3 separate regions of the Mus musculus genome follow, and regions 1 and 2 are each linked to region 3. The links are chromatin contacts, called in public Micro-C maps. All regions are on one chromosome and are shown on one strand. The core of a region is the stretch at or near the end of the contact, and the rest is flanking DNA. Distances in the headings are between cores, read along the strand shown. Region 1 holds the start of Fgf5 (fibroblast growth factor 5). Region 2 holds the start of A730035I17Rik (RIKEN cDNA A730035I17 gene). Region 3 holds the start of Nkx6-1 (NK6 homeobox 1).

What was found. Hi-C and Micro-C count contacts between places; a contact is called where the count stands out from the background.
Region 1: a Micro-C map of embryonic stem cells shows a contact between it and region 3, with 14 times the contacts expected there. The contact joins the promoter of Fgf5 here to the promoter of Nkx6-1 in region 3. A contact is called at or near these places in 2 of 39 promoter capture datasets (embryonic stem cells and frontonasal cranial neural crest) and 5 of 484 Hi-C or Micro-C datasets (all in embryonic stem cells).
Region 2: a Micro-C map of embryonic stem cells shows a contact between it and region 3, with 13 times the contacts expected there. The contact joins the promoter of A730035I17Rik here to the promoter of Nkx6-1 in region 3. A contact is called at or near these places in 6 of 39 promoter capture datasets (cranial neural crest, embryonic stem cells, frontonasal cranial neural crest and 2 more), 21 of 484 Hi-C or Micro-C datasets (B cells, LSK cells, cardiomyocytes and 6 more) and 2 of 115 datasets of contacts at active chromatin or transcription factors (both in embryonic stem cells).

What each region holds. Positions count from the first base shown.
Region 1 is chr5:98,252,666-98,255,921 of GRCm38.p6, forward strand. Fgf5 (fibroblast growth factor 5) reads left to right here and starts at 1,519. Exons shown (of 3, transcript NM_010203.5): 1 at 1,519-2,095. The coding sequence starts at 1,747.
Region 2 is chr5:98,183,939-98,187,322 of GRCm38.p6, forward strand. It overlaps A730035I17Rik (RIKEN cDNA A730035I17 gene), which reads right to left and starts at 2,046. Exons shown (of 3, transcript NR_153823.1): 1 at 1,106-2,046; 2 at 780-830. Prdm8 (PR domain containing 8) reads left to right here. Exons shown (of 4, transcript NM_029947.2): 3 at 523-751; 4 at 1,086-3,384. The coding sequence ends at 2,704.
Region 3 is chr5:101,662,572-101,666,006 of GRCm38.p6, forward strand. It overlaps Nkx6-1 (NK6 homeobox 1), which reads right to left and starts at 2,140. Exons shown (of 3, transcript NM_144955.2): 1 at 991-2,140. The coding sequence starts at 1,663.

The DNA.
Region 1 (3,256 bases), core at 269-2,768, 3.4 Mb before region 3:
CATTGCGGATGGTTGTGAGCCACCAGGTGGTTGCTGGGATTTGAACTCAGGAGAGCAGTCAGTGCTCTTAAACGCTGAGCCATCTCGCCAGCCCCGGAAGTGACTCTTCAAATGGACCCTTTGGAAGGAAACTGGTGTTGTTCTCAAAGTTCAGTGCTGTCCTGTGAGAGATTTGTGCTGTGGTGCACACCAGGGGCACCGAGCCTCAGGTCACAATCTTTTGTGTTGGATATTCCTTTTACTCCCTTTGGCGATTTCCTGTGTTGATCAGGTGACTGGCTATCAGCTGCCTTGTCCCCAATCCACGGAAGATTTGCAATTCTGAAAACAAATCTACATCTGTTTTATAGGTTTTCACTATGAAGATAGGAAGCCTGAAGCAGATACTCAGTAATTAATAAAGTCATGTCTTAACATCTCGCATGATTGATGCGAGTTGACCCCATTGGGCGGCTTCATTGACTTTTCATTTTAAGTGACCAATGAGTGATATATCATAGTGTAGTTTAAAGTTTCAAATATGTTTTCAGACAGAAATATTCCAAGAATGCAAGTCAGGTATATTTCTCAGATAAATAACAGCCCCAGCATTACGTACGGGGAAATTCTTCCTTCTCAGGTTTCCCTAGGTTGAGATTCAGGGGCCTGTCATTAATCATTCATTAGGGTCGGTCCTCCAGTCAATGGAAGTTGAAGAGAGCTGTTGGCTAACTCCTCCAGGCAACGGATCATGGGGTCAGAGAGGACAACTGGGCAGTCCTGGTGTTCAGACTCAATTCATCCTTGCCTGGAGTTCAAGTGTGTCTGGTGTGTGTGTGTGTGTGTGTGTGTGTGTGTGTGTGTGTGTATGTTCGAGGGCGTTCACCTGTTCCAACACAGACATGGGTTTTCCTGAAGAAAAAGCTGGACACGTCGTGCATCCACAGAGTTTCTTAGAGGGCAGCCTGAGACCTGGCATAACAATTCAGGGTGGCTCTCTAGTGGAGAAATAAACGCACACCTTAGTTCTTTAATAAATCAATAACAGCGAGAAACCAGTCTTCTCTCCCACCCTGGGCCACCCCAAAACCTTCCCAAGTTCTGCTGCCAATCAGTTTTTGGTTCCCTTCGGAAAGTGGTTCCCAGGCTCCAGATGGCAGGGGCCAGCAACCTGGAATGCGGGTGCTGGGTAAAGAGTGAGTTGGCTGGGACACATGTGACCACAGAGGACGGGAACCCATGCCCACGTTGCCGTCCGTCCGTGCCCCTTGCGTGGAGAGCAGCGCGCGCGGAGCCGATTCCGGAGCCGCTGGCTCGGGCAGGGGGTGGGGTGACTGGGTGGCTCTTGACAACCGCTGGGTTGCATGACCCGTGCACGGTCGCAGCCAGCGTCCCGGGGGCAGCTTCTGAGGGCGAGACACCTCCTCCCACTCCCGGGATCGCATCTCCCTCCTCCTTCACACCCCCGCCCCCGGGACCGCGGCGCTCCCTCCCCGTACCGGCCGTGAGTACACAAAGCGGCGGGTGAGGGGAAGCTTCGCAGGCGTGCACGGAGCAGTGAGATCACTGGCGTTATAAATATCCCGGTGCCAGCGCCGAGATCCGCTCGGGTGGCCTCTCTCTCTCCCCCTCTCCCTCTCCCTTCCCCGAGGCTATGTCCACCCTGTGCGGCGAGGGAGGCAGCGCCAGAGGCACGCAGCCGCGCGGGGGCTACGGAGCCCGGAGCCAGCCCTGCAAGATGCACTTAGGACCCCCGCGGCCGGAAGAATGAGCCTGTCCTTGCTCTTCCTCATCTTCTGCAGCCACCTGATCCACAGCGCTTGGGCTCACGGGGAGAAGCGTCTCACTCCCGAAGGGCAACCCGCGCCTCCTAGGAACCCGGGAGACTCCAGCGGCAGCCGGGGCAGAAGTAGCGCGACGTTTTCTTCGTCTTCTGCCTCCTCACCAGTCGCAGCTTCTCCGGGCAGCCAAGGAAGCGGCTCGGAACATAGCAGTTTCCAGTGGAGCCCTTCGGGGCGCCGGACCGGCAGCCTGTACTGCAGAGTGGGCATCGGTTTCCATCTGCAGATCTACCCGGATGGCAAAGTCAATGGCTCCCACGAAGCCAGTGTGTTAAGTAAGTTGCTCACTCTCCAACAAAACCTGTTCTGGGAGGGACGGTCAAGATTCCTTTGGGCCACAGGCACCTCTAGGAGCCCTAGCGTCTGGGACTCTGCTGGTTCTGGAAAGAGTCCGGTAGGGTTTCGTGGAGATGCGTCTACTCAGAGCGAGCAGACGCACCCTTCTGTCTTGGGTAGTAAGCATGGGTAAGCCCAGGTGAGGTTACCGAGGTGAGACAGGCAGCTCTTTTCCAGAATGCCCGGGCCGAAAAGACTAGCCACCCACTCTAGCTGGAGAAGAAAAAAAAATAATAATAATAATGAAAGAAGTAACAATCTTTCTCCTGGTACAATTTCTTTCTACTTATGAACTAGAACCGCATTTTTCTTTAAGCGTTAAGTATATCTCTATTCCCTGTACATAATTTACGTTTATGAAAAGAACCCATCTGAGTACTTCCATTCTCCAACTACAAATATCCTATATATCCCATATTATGTTTGTTTATTAATATCTCTATGTAACTCCGAATGCTTAGGTATCTTTCACACGAATACATACATATGTAGATACATACATGCGTACATAAGCGCGCGCGCACACCAACTACACAGGTCTACGTAGAATTTACGTGTACATGCGTTTTGGAAGGGCAAAGTTCTGCTTGCAAGAAAGCAACATGATCTGGAAAACCGGACAGACAGTATTATGACTAAGTCCGGTGCTGAGTTTAACAACATTTAGTAGGCTGAGACCCTGACAATGTTAACCTTTGGTTTCCAGGGACAGATGGAGTAAAGTTCTTAATTTTAAAAGAATTACAGATGAGGTTGGAAATGGTTGTAAATTGAGCATAACTTAAAAAAAAAAAACATCAACCACCCAACCTGAAATTTTTCTGAGTTCTCTCTTTCTCCTTTCCTCTTCGCTTCCACCCCCACCCGCGTTTTCTCCATTCCATCTGCTTTTCTGGACCACCACGTTAATCACTCGCACTCCCCTCGCTGCTCTAAGCTGCTGAGGTGAGCGGAGGTTTGGAGCTGTGTGCATGCATGGGACTGTAGTTGTCTCTGTAATCCTGCAAGCAGTTTTCTCACTAGGTTCAGGTCGGGTTTCCAGCAGGGCTCAGTCCTCCAGATAAAAGCCACAGCAGGGACCGCTCAGACTCCCATGGAGA
Region 2 (3,384 bases), core at 796-3,295, 3.5 Mb before region 3:
TTTGGCAGCAAAGCATCTATAATCCACGTTTGTGTTTGTAACAGGCCTCTTTCTTCCTAGTAGTTCTTTTTTTATTAATTATTTTATTTATTTACATGCTAAATGTTACTCCCAGTTTCCCCACCCCAGAGTTCCTAGTCTTTCATCATGAAGTAAAGCTGTTAGTCCTTCATGTCAGTTAGGAAGATGGGCGTGAGTGCCATAGAATAATTACTAAGACCCGAACTTGCCTTTTACTTCTGAAACACGGGAAATTTCCTCTCCTTTTGTCATGTGAGGTAACTGAAAGGGAGATTCTAAAGAGGCTACTCTGTAAGACTGACCCAATATTGCAAAGGATGGCCACTGTGCCCATTGACCACAAATGCAGGGATGCAGTTCGACTTTGGTCAACTTTTGCAAACTTGGTTTCAGATAATTGTTTGGAAAGAACAAAAGCCAGACAGATGAAATATCTCTGGTTTCTCTGGTTGCCGTCTTTCACGTGGATCCCTCTCTTCTTGTCTTTCTTAAATACTGTAGGTAGACACTTCGGCGGCAAATGGTTCCTCAGAAGGTCTCATGTGGCTGCGGCTGGTCCAATCAGCCCGAGATAAGGAAGAACAGAATCTCGAAGCTTATATAAAAAATGGACAGCTGTTCTACCGCTCTCTCCGCAGGATTGCCAAAGATGAAGAGTTACTAGTTTGGTACGGGAAAGAACTGACTGAATTGCTCTTGCTCTGCCCGTCTAGAGCTCACAAAATGAACGGTAGGTTGGCTCGGGTGCCTGGGCTCACCTTGCACATCATAGGGTGGACGAAGCTTCTGAGGTGTTGTCCCGAATGGAACTAGGACAGAAGGGGAAGGAAAAGTTGGGGAGCGTTTGACTTAGTAAATGCACAAATCAAGAAAGTAAGTTGCACCAAATAGGATAGTGTATTCATTTTTTTGGGCACTCAGCCCAGAAAGATAAAGTGGATTTGTTATGGGGAGGATGGCTAAGTGGCCTAGGGGCGATGCTAACTAACCATGTGGGGTGTGTGTGTGTGTGTGTGTGTGTGTGTGTGTGTGTGTGTGTGTGTGTGTGTTTGCTCACTAAGCAGGGTCGTCTCCTTACACATGCCTGGAATGCAGCCAACGTTTCCAGTTTGAGTTCCCCTATGTGGCACATCTGCGATTCCGCTGCCCCAAGAGACTTCACAGCACTGATGCGAATCCCCAAGACGAGCAAGGGGGCGGCTTGGGCACTAAGGACCACGGCGGCGGCGGCGGTGGTAAAGAGCAACAGCAGCAGCAACAGCAGCAGCAACAGGAGGCGCCGTTGATCCCGGGCCCCAAGTTCTGCAAAGCCGGCCCCATACACCACTACCCCGCGTCATCCCCGGAGGCGAGCAACCCGCCGGGCTCCGCGGGTGCCGGCAGCGCCAAGCCGTCCACGGACTTCCACAACTTGGCTCGGGAACTGGAAAACTCCCGGGGAAGCAGCAGTTGCGTAGCGGCCCCGGGCGTCGGCAGTGGCGGCAGCGGCCACCAGGAGGCGGAGCTGAGTCCCGACGGCGTCGCCACCGGCGGCTGCAAAGGCAAGAGGCGGTTCCCAGAGGAGGCGGCGGCGGAGGGCGGCGGCGCGGGGCTGGCGGGCGGCCGTGCGCGCTTCTCCGAGAGGCCGCTGGCGACCTCCAAGGAGGAGTTGGTGTGCACGCCGCAGCAGTACCGCGCCGCCGGCAGCTACTTCGGCCTGGAGGAGAACGGCCGGCTCTTCGCGCCGCCCAGCCCGGAGACTGGCGAGGCGAAGCGCAGCGCCTTCGTGGAGGTGAAGAAGGCGGGCCGCGCGGTGGGCTTGCAGGAGGAGGCGGCGGCGACAGACGGCGCAGGGGGCACGGCCGAGGACCCCGACGCGGGAGGCGGTGTCGCCGGCGGCGGCAGCAACGGCTCGTCCACCCCCGCGGCGGGGTCGCCTGGGGCCCCCGAGAAGTTGCTGGCTCCGCGTCCCGGAGGCTCTCTGCCCGGACGGCTGGAGGGCGGGAGCCCCGCGCGCGGCAGCGCCTTCACCTCGGTGTCGCAGCTGGGCGGCGGTGGCGGCGCGGGGACCGCGGGGACTGCGGGGGGCTCGGGGGGCGGCCAAACGGCCGCATCGGACGAGCGGAAGAGCGCCTTCTCGCAGCCCGCGCGCTCCTTCTCGCAGCTGTCCCCGTTGGTCCTCGGCCAGAAGCTGGGCGCTCTCGAGCCGTGTCACCCGGGAGACGGCGTGGGTCCCACCAGACTCTACCCGGCCGCCGCCGATCCGCTGGCTGTGAAGCTGCAGGGGGCAGCGGACCTGAACGGAGCCTGCGGGCCCCTGGCGAGCGGCGGTGGCGGTGGCTTGCCCAAGCAGAGCCCCTTCCTCTACGCCACCGCCTTCTGGCCCAAGAGCTCGGCTGCGGCGGCAGCGGCGGCGGCGGCCGCCGCCGGGCCCCTGCAGCTGCAACTGCCCTCCGCGCTCACCCTGCTGCCGCCCTCCTTCACTTCGCTGTGTCTGCCCGCGCAGAACTGGTGCGCCAAATGCAACGCCTCCTTCCGCATGACCTCCGACCTGGTGTACCATATGCGGTCTCACCACAAAAAGGAGTATGCCATGGAGCCCCTGGTGAAGCGGCGGCGGGAGGAGAAACTCAAGTGCCCCATTTGCAACGAGTCCTTCAGGGAGCGTCACCACCTGTCCCGGCACATGACCTCGCATAATTAATTGTTGCGTAAAAGACTCCGGCTTTCCACGCGTGTGCACGCACAGTCAAGCCACCTGCAGGAGCAGACACGCGAGGATGACATCCACCACTACCTTATGCCCCCAAACACTGCAACCAAACACGTGCACACACAGGTCCCTCCCCTCGCCAGGAGCCTCATCATCCAAATGTTTAATTTCACACACACACACACACACACACACACACACACACACACACACGCACGCACGAACGCACACACGGACGCACGCACACGATGCACAGGATGGTGGATTTTGGATTGGGTGGGTTGTTTGAGCGGGGTTTTCTTTTGAATGCACGAATTTTCACTTTCCCAAAAACAAAAGTACATTTTTAAAAAAATGTCATATATTGCAACATATTGATGCATTTGTCATACGTTTCTACTTAAATTATTAAGCACTTATGGTTTAGATGTAATAATTATATGTAAGGACAAAGTTTATTTTAGATATAAAGTAATGGAGGAAGAGGAGATGCGTTCTGCATTTCCTGATGACAGCTGTGTTCTTACAAAAATAAACAAAATGGATAAAAAGGGGGGCGCCATTCGGTTTAAGTTTCCAGGGGGAAGTGCATGTATCATGAAATGATTATGGACTTCAGTGAAGAATGTCATCAATGATGTAAATATGTATTCCCTTTTAATACAAAGTGT
Region 3 (3,435 bases), core at 890-3,389:
ACATTTCAATAGCTCTGAGGAATCGCCTTCCCACATAGAGCCTGACATAGTTTCCCGTTAGTCAAGTTACTGCCGCTAAATCTCAGGCAAGGAGGTCCAGAGAACCTGGACTGACTTCAGGGACTTGGTCGTCAGCAAAGAACAGAGTTGAGCCGGGCCCTGGGCGCCACCTGGGGGGAGGGGGGAAGGAGCCTTCTATCTAGGAGCTGTGACCCACTAGCCAGAATTGTCTGTCCAGACCTTGGGACAGCTGAATTGACCCAGAGCGTTTGGAGGCTACATTTTACTGGTCTGTGTCCTGCACATGTATATTTCTCATCATGTCCTCTCTTGAGTTAGTCTGTTGAGTGTCAATGCCCCTTCAGTGACCAGGGCCCTGGGATTCAGGAGTAGGGAAGACCCGGGTCCATCAATGACAACAGCCTAGTTCTGGGAACCGCTGGCACAGGTCATTCTGGACAAGTGCACTGGGAGTGGGCGAGGGAGCTGGGAGAAAAGGTGAGCTGGAGACAACCAGGGAGGGTGTGTGCAAGCAAAAGTCTGCTTTTCTCGAGGAGGTAGATAGCCAGCTGCCTTGCCTACCCTCGCGGGTTTGCCGAAAACAAGGGTCAGACTACTGAAGGAACGGGCGAGCATGGCAGGAAGGAGCCAGAAAGGAAGGGGTGCGGAGGCCTTTTCCCGCTTTCCATCCATCTGACCCAGAGCTGGCCAGGTTCAAGAACAGCCCAGACAGAAGCTCGCTTGCTGCGCTGTGTTCTGTCCAGACGCATTCTCGTTGGTGGAGCCCAGGCCTGCATGAGCCTCGGCGAGCCCAGGAAAGCGCGAGTCCCTCGCTCGCCTGCAGGGGCCCAGCCAACGGCGTGCTGTCCCGGAACTTCCAAACTAGTGTGGCGGCCAGGAGACTGACCGCCCGCAGGGGCACTGTGTGCTTCACGACCCGAGAGCAGACTTAGAAGGCAGGGACCCACCCTCCCCTCCCATAGTACTCACGGGGGGTACAGGCAAGGCGCGCGTCCCTCCACGGCGGACTCTGCATCACTCCGGGCCAGAAGATGGGCGTCCGACCGGGCAGCTCGGCCAGGGGCTTGGGGTACCGGCCCACGGCGGCCACAGCCGCGGCGCTGGGGCTAAAGTAGAGCCCGGGCGGCGGTGGCGGAGGGCTCAGGCTGCTGAAGCGGGGCAGGCCGGCCAGCAGCCCAGCGGGCGACGAGGCGGCAGCGGCGGCAGCAGCAGCGGCGGCGGCGGCCGCCGCAGAGGCCGAGGTGGCGGAGGCGGACGAGGAGGAGGAGGAGGAAGACCCGGAGGGCGAGGCGGAGGGCAGGGCGGCCCCCGAGGCCACCGGCATAGAGGGCCGGCTCAGGATGTCGTTGATGCCGTGTGGGGTGGCCGCCGAAAGCTGCTGCGGGGGACTGCCCAGGGACGAGAGGCCCCCCGCGGCCGGGGGCTTCAAGCCGCCCGGGTTATGTGAGCCCAAAGGTGGGGAGGGCGACGAGGACGAGGAGGACGAGGACGAGGAGGAGGGGGGCCCGGTGGGCAGCGGGGGATAAGCGGCGGGGTAGAGCGGGGTCTTCATCTCGGCCATACTGTGCAGGGCGGCCAGGGGCGGGCTGCTGAGCAGGAACGCGCTCTGCCGAGGGCCCTCCATCGCCCCCACAGCTAACATCCCACAGCCAGACCCGAACCCGCAGCCACGCAGGTCGGTGGCCCCGCCGGGGCTCGGGAGAACCCGAGGTGCCGGGGGCGCGCGCAAGCGAAGTGTGGATCGGCCGCGGGCTCCGGGAGCTGCGCAGCAAAAATGTCCAAACGCCCCGCGGGAGGCGGCAGGGGCGAGGGCTGCGGGGGCGCGGGCGGGCTCAGCGCTTCCTCGGCTTCGGGAGTCCCGGATTCGATCCCAGGCGCTGGTCCCTCGTTCCCGGCTCAGAGCGCTCTGCTTCTCATCTTCTCCACCCCCGCGGGAAATCAGCAAGACGTACCCCGCAGCCGACCCAGAGAGTTTGCAACAAGGTTGGGAGGCGCGGAGCGTTCGCTTTGATGTAGGAGGGCGGGGGCCGGCTCGCTCGCCTGGGGGAGCTTCAAAGCGGGCGGCGTTCCGCCCGGTGCGCGCCTCTGATCTCGCTCGGACGCTCCGCTCTCCCGGCGGCCGCGCTGCTGAGTCGCACTCACCGCTCGCCCGGGGGACAGAGCACAAACGGCCGGCGCGGGTATCGCGCCCGCCACTGCCTCGGGCCCGGCGTTACTGCGCCAGAAAGGGCAGTCAGTGACACCGCTCCGGCGGCTGGGGACTTGGTGCGCCCACGAGCCTACTTCCCCTCCGAGCCACGCGGCGCCGGACTAGCCGGATCGAAAAGGATAAAAGAAAATAAACCTAAGTATGGAAAAAGTCTGACGGGCCGGTTCCGATCGTCCGTCCTCTTCTGCAAGCCGGCCGGGAGACCCCCCCCCGTCCCACCCCCTGGCGCCCTCTCTTCCTCTCACTCTCCGCCTTTCTCTTGCCTCTCTGGCATTTCTCCTTGGCTTTCCAGGCTTGGCTCTTCCAAGCCCTGTCCTCTGGCCAAACTGACCCTCTCGGCGGCTCTTCCCTTCTCTCCTCTCTCCCTCTGGGCCTGACAGTTCGGATGAAGCTCTCAAAGGTAATAAAATATTTGCACCCCTCCCTGCCTCTCTTTAGCTGGGGGACGCAAGGGAGGGGAGGTGGGGGGCCAAAATGAGAACTTTCGAGGACGTCATTCCGGGGCGGCTCGGCGGGGCGGGACTGAGGAGCGGGGCCCGGGTCCTGGGCGTAAACACCGCCTCCAATAGCGCTCAGCTTGGGCAAGGCGTCGCTCCTAGAACACGCCCACCTGGGAGCGCCACACCTTTTGATTGGCTGAGACTAGGGAGCCATAAGGACGCGCCCTCCTAGTCCCCGCCCCAGCTTCACTTGGGCGGAGCCAAGAGGGGAGGGGCCTGGCGAAAAGAGTGGTTCCAGTCTAGAGCCAGCGGCCGGCTCAACTAATCGTGCAAAATAAAATGGAAAGGAGAAGGAGGGAGCAGGGACGAAGAGGGCATTACTTTTTAAAGAGAGGAATAATGAAAATCCAGCCCTTCTATGGAAAAGCAGTTTAAGTGCGGCTCTTCCGCCCACGCCAGCTCGCGTCATCCTCCCCCAGCTCGCGCGCGGCGCCCACCTCCAACGGTGTCTGGACCCTTGCGAAAAGGGAGCTAATGGAGCAGGCAGGAGGCATATCCCAGGCCGACTTCCTTCTTTTGAAGGGATTAATTAAAGGCCCTCTGGGCTCTTCCAGAATCGTGTAAATTGATTTGTTGTTCCTTAAGCCCGTAGATGTTTTTAAACCCCTCGCAGGCCTAAGGGTCACCCTTCACCATCTTTCCGTCTCCTGCTCTTTTCTGTTCTTTCTCCGTTCTTGTCTTCGCTCTCCCACTCCCTAGATCATT